3 separate regions of the Mus musculus genome follow, and all the other regions are linked to region 1. Evidence: chromatin contacts called from public Hi-C and promoter capture Hi-C data. All regions are on one chromosome and are shown on one strand. The core of a region is the stretch at or near the end of the contact, and the rest is flanking DNA. Distances in the headings are between cores, read along the strand shown. Region 1 has its middle 28 kb from the start of 4930453N24Rik. Region 2 holds the start of Nsun3 (NOL1/NOP2/Sun domain family member 3). Region 3 has its middle 250 kb from the start of Gm22769.

Region 1 (2,756 bases), core at 131-2,630:
AAAGAAAGAAAGAAAGAAAGAAAGGAAGGAAGGAAGGAAGGAAGGAAGGAAGGAAGACTGTATAAGAATATATCATTAGGAAAAAATGATGGTCAGAAAAGACGTCACAGTGGAAGAACTTTTTAAGCTAAGGCTTGAATGGTGGAGAAGAAGAACATGAACACAACTAGGAACTCTCCCCCAACTCACTTACTACTTGACTCTTACAGCAGCGCTGTGCCACAGATAGGACCATAGCAGGATCCATTTGGAAGGTGAGACTGAACAAGAAGAGAAGTGCCCCAAAGATACTAGAAAACATTCCTTAGAATATGACATTTAAGCTTGAGAGCCATCTGAAACCTTCAAAAGGTTTCAGTTAAAGGAATGCCCTATTGCTGGCAATGATTCAGAATCCAACAACAGGAAGAATTGACTCTTAAGAAAAGGAAAGGCTAGAACGAAGACCAAAGTATGGACACTTTGCCCCTTCTTGGAATTGGGAACAAAACACCCATGGAAGGAGTTACAGAGACAAAGTTTGGAGCTGAGACAAAGGGATGGACCATCTAGAGACTGCCACATCTGGGGATCCATCCCTTAATCAGCCTCCAAACGCTGACACCATTGCATACACAAGCAAGATTTTGCTGTAAGGACCCAGATATAGCTGTCTCTTGTGAGACTATGCCGGGGCCTAGCAAACACAGAAGTGGATGCTCACAGTCAGCTATTGGATGGATCATAGGACCCCCAATGAAGGCGCTAGAGAAAGTAACCAAGGAGCTAAAGGGATCTGCAATCCTATAGGTGGAACAACAATATGAACTAACCAGTACCCGGGAGCTCTTGTCTTTAGCTGCATATGTATCAAAAGATGGCCTAGTCAGCCATCACTGCAAAGAGAGGCCCATTGGACTTGCAAACTTTATATGCCCCAGTACAGGGGAACACCAGGGCCAAGAAGTGGAAATGGGTGGGAAGGGGAGTGGGTGGGAGGGTATGGGGGACTTTTGGGATAGCATTGGAAATGTAATTGAGGAAAATACCTAATAAAAATTTTAAAAAAAGAAAGAAAGAAACAAAGGAAAAGGAAAGGCTGGTGGGATAGCTCGGCAATTAAAGCCACGTCATGCCAAGCAGCCAGCCCCACCCCAGGTCCTTCAGTAAAGGAGAAAACCAACTCCCACCACCATCTCTGACCACCACATGTATGTAGCCCAGGCATGTGTGTACACAGAAACAGTTTGTTTTGCTTGTTTGTGTGTTTTTCCTTTTTGATTATATATTCCATACATCCTGACTACAGTTTCCTCTCCTCTTTTCCCAGTCTCTCCTTTGCCTACCTCCCATCCATCCCTGCTCCATTTCCCTTCAGAAAAGGGCAGGCCTCCCACAGATATCAACCAAACGTGACATATCAAGTTGACAGAAATAGATTTTTAAGGAAGATCAAGAAGCCTCAGGGAAAAATCAGACCCTCACTCTATATGTAGATAGATATAGATATATCTGTTCCCCTTCCTCTTTCTGTCTGCCTCTCTGAGCATGCACAGATAAAGGGTCAAGTGAGGACATTTGAGCTATCCATCTGAGAGCCGGGACATAAGTTTCCTCCGAGCTAGCCCTGTCCGTTCTGTGATCTCGGGATTCCAGACACCAGAGATACAGAAAGTACTGCCGTTGTTTAATAGACTCCATCTGTGGGGTTTTTACCATGGCATACCAAGAAAACTAAGGCTTTGAGCACTCCAGAGCATCTGGGGATGAGACTGCCCTTTCGTTGAGCACTCCAGAGCATCTGTGGATGAGACTGCCCTTTCTACTGGGATGCAGTTTGTCTTAGAGAATGTCTGCATCAACCCACGAGAATTCGCATTAAAGCAATTTGTTAAAAAAGGAACACAATTATTTCTTAGTGTCAACTGCCTGCCTGAAAAAGTACAGAATCTGTTGAAGGAATATAACAAAATCTATCACTCAACAATAAAAAAAATCGCAATATTTAACGTGATAAAAAAATTAATGAACATTTCAAAACCGAAAAATATAAATTTTAACCCCCAAATCAGTCAATCAATATAAATGAGAGAACTGAGTGATGAGGGTGGGTTAATAGACAAAAACTTCAAAGCATTATCAAAATAGAAATAGGTTAAGAATATTAAATAAAATATAAAATATGACATGAAATATATAAAAACATGAATAAGACCTTTGGAAATGTAAAGTACATGACCTGTATCCAAAAATTCACTGGGTAAAATAGACTAAAGTCTTGATAAGGAAAAATAAAAAGTAAACTTGAAAATATTGCGATAAAAGCCACCCAAAATAAAACTCAGAGGAAATAATGCTGAAAAAGAAAAAAAATGTAGTCCCCGTGTCCTGTGGGAAAAGATCAAGCAGCCTAGAGGACATGTTATTGGTTATGTTGTGGATAAAACAAAAAACGAAGAGAGAGTATGGAGTAAAAGTAATTGGAGAAATAACAGCAAGCATTTTCCAAATTCGATAAAAGCAATAAATTCAAGCTGCTTAACAAAGGAAAGAAAGAAGGAAACAAGGAAAGCGAGGCAGGAGGAAGGAGAAGGGAGGAGTAGGAGAGATCATCACTGGTCACTCGCCATAAAACTGTTCAGGCCATGATATGTGGTAACTGCCCATGGTGCTGGAAGACAGCATCACTCCCCCAGGAGTTGGGGTGGCAGGTAGTGGTGATGTCTGACATAGGTGCTGGGATCTGAACTCAGGTCCTCTGCAAGAACCGTGCATTC
Region 2 (2,756 bases), core at 193-2,692, 2.0 Mb before region 1:
CGGCTGAACACAGAGGTCAGAGGACAACCTACAGTCTAGTCCCCGCTCTGGGAATGCCAACTGCCTTCCCTCCCCGCCAGTTCCACCATGGCCACTTGGCCATGTTCATGCATGCTAGGCTTATTTAGATTGGTCTGTCCATGTGCACATGTGCTCCACATACAGATGGCATGGTGACAATAATTGCCAAATAAAGCCTGACTTTAGCTAAGATAGAGGAACACTGACTTTAAGGACTTGGTATTACCTGAATTTCATTAAGTTAAATTTCTTCCAAGTTAGGATTTTTATTACAGCGTTGTTTTAAAATGTGGTGCCTCCCCATTTTACAGATAAAAGCCAAGTGCTTGAGAGGGCATTACTATCTGCCCCACATTTCTACATGCCAGGTGATTCCTTCACACATAAAATGTACAGTCACCTCCTCCCTCCTGGACTGTGCCACTCTCAAGGAGGTATTTGCTACATACTTCCCTTTCCTCTCACAAAATATCAAGAGACGAACCATACTGACCTTACTGTACTCCAGGAATCCCCAAGTTCTTTCGAATACTGTTTGTCAAACTGATCCAACACAACTCTGCATAGCTGTTTGGCAAGCTTCCCCTCTGATTTTGCTTTCAGCTATGATGATAAGAAAAAGGTGCTGACAACACACTGTGATATCACATATTTATTGAAAGTTGACAGTGACATTAAATTTTCTTTATATCTCTACTTATTCGTGGAGACTTCCATACCTGTCTACAACATACTTTAATAAACACGTCTCCACACCACTCCAACTCCACCCAGACTCCCACTGTGTGTTCCCCTTCCAACTTCATGTCCTTTTAAAAAATCCACTCGGGAACAATTAGTGCTGTCGTTATGCACATGGGGGTGTGGAGCCATACCCCAAAGACAACTCTCTCCCGGCCTCAAGCCAGCTACTGCCAATAATAGCTAGTCAGGAGTGGGGCTTCCTGATTTTTAAAATGTCAGTTCCTGCCGTTGGATCAACTCCTTACTTGTAACAAAATTATTTCATGGTTTTTCTCGAAGTGGTAATTACCAAGTGTTAGAGGTGAATCTATGCTAAAAAAAAAAAAAATTCAGAAGCCATAAAAGTTTTGTTGTTGTTGTTTGTCTTTTAAAGTAAGACTGTAAAGAAAAAAGTATTCCAAAGTTTATTTACGGAAATAAGCATCGCCCCAACTTTCTGGCTCTCCCCTCATCACCGGGGTGCACCCAGGGCTGAGAAAGCTCGCAGTGACAATGTCGCCGGCCCGCGGGACAGCAGCAGCACCAGGAACACACTCAGCACGGTTCCGGGCTGTGGGCAGTGCGGGTCCCATCCCAGTCCACCCTGCCTCTCGGTGGCTTCAGCCCGGGGCGCTCGACCGCCAGAGCCTCACCCGAGTCAGCATGGTCCCCGCCTGAGCTCGCCAACTACGGGTCTCCGCTAGAGTTCGCGCGGGGTAACACGAAGAAACGCCATACTTCCGGGTCCTGCGAGGAGGTCACAGATGGGCTGGCTCGCAGTTCCTGTTTCCGGTCTCGCGAGATTGTAGACAAAAATCTCGCGGGAGACTCAGGTCCTGCAAGAGGCGGAGCCAAAGCTCTCTGGGGACTCCGGAGCTGCTGGGGTGCGAACCCCGAGCGAAGGGTGGAGTGTGGGTGCTGGTTTACAGAGTCACCCTTCCTGTCTCTGTTCATGGGGTCGAGAGAAGACCTGTATCAGTGTTTTAGATGCACAGGCATTGCTGGTTTACAAAACCGAACCCCGCGATGAGAAAAGCGGTAGAAAGATTAAATCGCGCCTCTCCTTACATTTGCCCGAGTCACTCTATCTTCAAACTGGGAAGTGATAAATGTTACACCGGAAGTACCGACTGCCCCCACTGAGACTGCGGGCATGTGCTGAGGGCTGGCCGTTAGCATGCTCTGTAGCCAGCTCGACAGGGATGCAGATATTTCCAGACATGCTCAGGTCTCCATCTATCAGCCTCTGAAAGAATGGACCCAAAGTATCAGGCTGAGAGAAGGAAAGAGGGGACAGCCATAGGGAAACTTGTCTTCTGGAAAGAGCTTTCCAACAGCTCTAAAATGTCAGAGCGTCTTCTAACAGGGTGAGATTGAACCCGGATGACAATGGCCAAAGACACGGGCGGAGGTTGGGTACGGGGTTCCACTGGATGTCTTTGTTCCTCTTCCCAATGTGGTCACCTTGAATAAACGGCCTTTTTCTGCTTTCCAGTTTCAATTTTGTTTTTTAAATAGGCTGATTTATTATAGGTGGCTGGACTTTGATATAAGAACTGTCACATCATTGGTACTTGAATAATACCTGTTTTCACCAAGCACTAAGACCACACTCCCAAGGACCAGGAAGGACTCACCAAGGCCCTGGCCTACTTCAAGCATCAGTGTTGACATTGTTAGGAATAACCACTCATTAGCATTTGCCTTGTTCTCTGGTAACAAACCAGAAATGTCTCAGAGATGATTTGGTCTCCTATAGTAACTAGGCATCTTCACGTTGAGATGGCACTCGATGCTCAAAGTATCAGTATAGGATATGCGATAGGTAGGTGCTGGACTCTCCAAATCCTATACAAAGGAAATGTCTTCTACACGAATGTGATTTAAAGCTTAGTTGGTTTTATTTTTTGTTTGTTTGTTATTTTTTTGTAAGTTCCTCAGTAATCTATAGTGTGTTAGAATTTTGATTCAGTATAAAATAAAATAATTGGTATGCAAATGACTACATGAAT
Region 3 (2,756 bases), core at 166-2,665, 1.2 Mb before region 1:
TCATTCTGGTATTTTGTCTGTATTCATCACTTCCCATCCTTCCTGGTTTTGTTATGGCTCTGATGGGAAAATGGGCTGGAAAGAAACTAGCTTACATAGCCCATTGTCACCATAACCCCATTGATGTTCCAAATGTCCTTTCTATGTCACTGAAGGGCAGGCATTAGCAGACTCGGGAGGTGATCAGATCACCAACAAGCTTGGAAGGAGTTATTTGTGGTGGGAATGAATCAGGAAAGGGAGACTGGGTACTCAAATGTAGAGCCTTACATCATAGGTCTCCAAGGCTGAAAATAGAAATCAGTATAAAACATGGGAAAAGAATGGTCCTCAGAGAGTCGGAGGACCACTGATGAAAGCAGCCTGTTGATAGGTGAACAAAGGAAGACTTTGTGTGAACACAGGCTAATTAAGTCTCGCAATTACTCAAAAGGCTTTGCTTTTGTGCAGAGGAGCTAGACATCTAAGAGTGATGTACAAGTTCAGATTGAAAATTCTTATTTATATTCTTCGAAGGAAAGGACCATTTGCCTAGGAGACAAAGCCGGTGCTGCTGAGTTCCTGCTTTGAGCAAGCATGAGGAGAGTGGGAAGAGGCAGGCTTCTGAAGTAGGTGAAATTGTTGGTCATGAAAAGTGCCTTTGACTCACTGTTTCAATGGATTTAACCTTTATTAAATATATAACCCCTATGAAAATAGCCATAAGCTGAGAGAATTGCTTCCAATACACACTTCTTTCTTAGTGGTCATAGAAAAAAACAAAGCCCGATCAGCTCTCGAAGCTGGAGTATTCTTCTCCCATATGGGAGTTATTATTTCCAGTTCAGTGTGTCTCAAAGTAGGGGTCAGGTCTCCCAGAGGCCATCGGGGTCTGAGGGGGTTAACACAGAACAGAGCTACAGAGCTCCTCAGTGATCAGTGCAGATGGCGGTAGTGAACTCCTGGCTACATAAACCAGATGAAAAGGCCTCTGCTTACCAGCCCTGGCCTTCAGTTGTCTTTGAATAAATACTCCAGGCACTCCGTCTCCAAGAGGGGGCTCCAAACTATTTGAGGTGAAAAAAGAGCTTATAAAAGCCTGTAGTTGTGTGTTAATCGATGGGGGGGAGGGGGTGGAGCCAACATGAGAAATAGGAACGAAGGAGTTAAGAGCTTACAGCAGTTTCAAATGAGCGAGTTTTGGCAAAACTGTGGAGACATGAACATAAGCTTCAGGTACCACAGGACTTCCCACCCCAGGAACAAAGCACTCCTGATGCTTTTAAGATCTTCCTAACATGTGCCTCTAACAAGGTCTCCTTCGATGACTCTTGTTGCTGTTGGGTCTTCAACTCTACCAAAGACTCTATGTCAGAATGGCAACCCAAATTATAAATATCTCTTAAACATATGTGAGAAATAATGTGGGTTTCATTCATAACTACCTACTGTTTCCTGAGCCATTCATGTGGTCTTATAATCAATGACCAACAAGGGAAATAAGCAGAAGAAGAAAGACTGTGATAGGCATCAGGACCAACCCTGTGAATCACAAACGTTCTTTCTAAAGCAACAGACATTGGTCTGCATAAGTAGTTTCATTCAAGAAGGTAACTCTTTTAGGCAATATTTCTCTCTTCTTTAATTGAACAAATATCAGCTTGTAGACTATCAATCATAAGCAATGATGTCTTCTGGTCAGCCAGATAATTTGTTGATAGAAAATGCCACAGACACTTTAGTTTCCATCTTTCAAAATTTCTCATGAGTATGATGTATAATAATTAATGCTAACCTTCCAGGCTTGCCAGTTGTCAATTACCTCAAGAGAATTATCACTTAATACACATACAATCAAGATTGTAGTTGGCAAAGAGATGTGTTATAGAGGATATGGGGAGAGTTGGAAGAAGACAATGAGGGTAAATATCATATTTTATTTTATATCAGCATAAAAATCTCAAAGAATAGCAAGATTGTGCAGATAGGACCCTGATATAGCTGTCTCTAGTGAGACTACGCCGGGGCCCAGCAAACACATAAGTGGATGCTTACAGTCAGCTATTGGATGGATCACGGGACCCCTAATGGAGGAGCTAGAGAAAGTACCCAAGGAGCTAAAGGGATCTGCAACCCTAAAGGTGGAACAACATTATGAACTAACCAGTACCGCGGAGCTCTTGACTCTAGCTGCATATGTATCAAAAGATGGCCTAGTCGGCCATCACTGGAAAGAGAGACCCATTGGACTTGCAAACGTTATATGCCCCAGTACAGGGGAACGCCAGGGCCAAAAAGTGGGAGTGGGTGGGTAGAGGAGGGGAAGGGTATGGGGGACTTTTGGGATAGTATTGGAAATGTAAATGAGGAGAATACCTAATTTAAAAAACCTCAAATAATAAAAAGCACCCAAATCCTGCATTATTCCATGGAAAATTATCACACAAATGAATCATCCCAGGAGCAGGGGTTAGTACAAAGGGCATTGATATAGACACCAACTTCTGCTAGAAGACACTAACGCTTGAGGAGAAGTAAGGCATTATTCTTCTAAAGTTGTATTTTCCAAATATTTTCTAGAAAGCCTTTTGGCAACATCATTGTGATTCTTGTTGCATATCCAGATTCTAAAGCCACACTCAGGCAAATTCAAGAATAGTGCCTGCATACTCATAAGGTTTCTAAATCTGCATTTGCACAGACATCCTTTCTAATTTCCTTACACTAAAGATTGGAAATAACTGGCTCAAAGGAAGGAGGCCTTCATTTGTGATGGG

Evidence for each region. Promoter capture Hi-C pulls out the DNA fragments that hold promoters and counts their contacts. Hi-C and Micro-C count contacts between places; a contact is called where the count stands out from the background.
Region 2: a contact with region 1 is called in a promoter capture Hi-C map of cranial neural crest. The contact joins the promoter of Nsun3 here to the enhancer-like site in region 1. A contact is called at or near these places in 7 of 39 promoter capture datasets (cranial neural crest, frontonasal cranial neural crest, hippocampal neurons and 4 more) and 1 of 484 Hi-C or Micro-C datasets (cortical neurons).
Region 3: a contact with region 1 is called in a Hi-C map of embryonic stem cells, with 2.6 times the contacts expected there. The contact joins two enhancer-like sites. A contact is called at or near these places in 3 of 484 Hi-C or Micro-C datasets (cranial neural crest, embryonic stem cells and tail fibroblasts).

The regions. Positions count from the first base shown.
Region 1 is chr16:64,741,876-64,744,631 of GRCm38.p6, forward strand. No RefSeq gene overlaps it. Among named protein-coding and RNA genes, the nearest start is that of 4930453N24Rik, 28 kb to the right of the region's middle. Within about 2 kb of position 1,381, at least 1 of the 459 cell types and tissues checked has an H3K27ac peak or open chromatin away from gene starts, as enhancers often do.
Region 2 is chr16:62,785,274-62,788,029 of GRCm38.p6, forward strand. It overlaps Nsun3 (NOL1/NOP2/Sun domain family member 3), which reads right to left and starts at 1,443. Exons shown (of 6, transcript NM_178925.3): 1 at 1,398-1,443; 2 at 515-624. The coding sequence starts at 1,409.
Region 3 is chr16:63,500,751-63,503,506 of GRCm38.p6, forward strand. No RefSeq gene overlaps it. Among named protein-coding and RNA genes, the nearest start is that of Gm22769, 250 kb to the right of the region's middle. Within about 2 kb of position 1,416, at least 22 of the 459 cell types and tissues checked have an H3K27ac peak or open chromatin away from gene starts, as enhancers often do.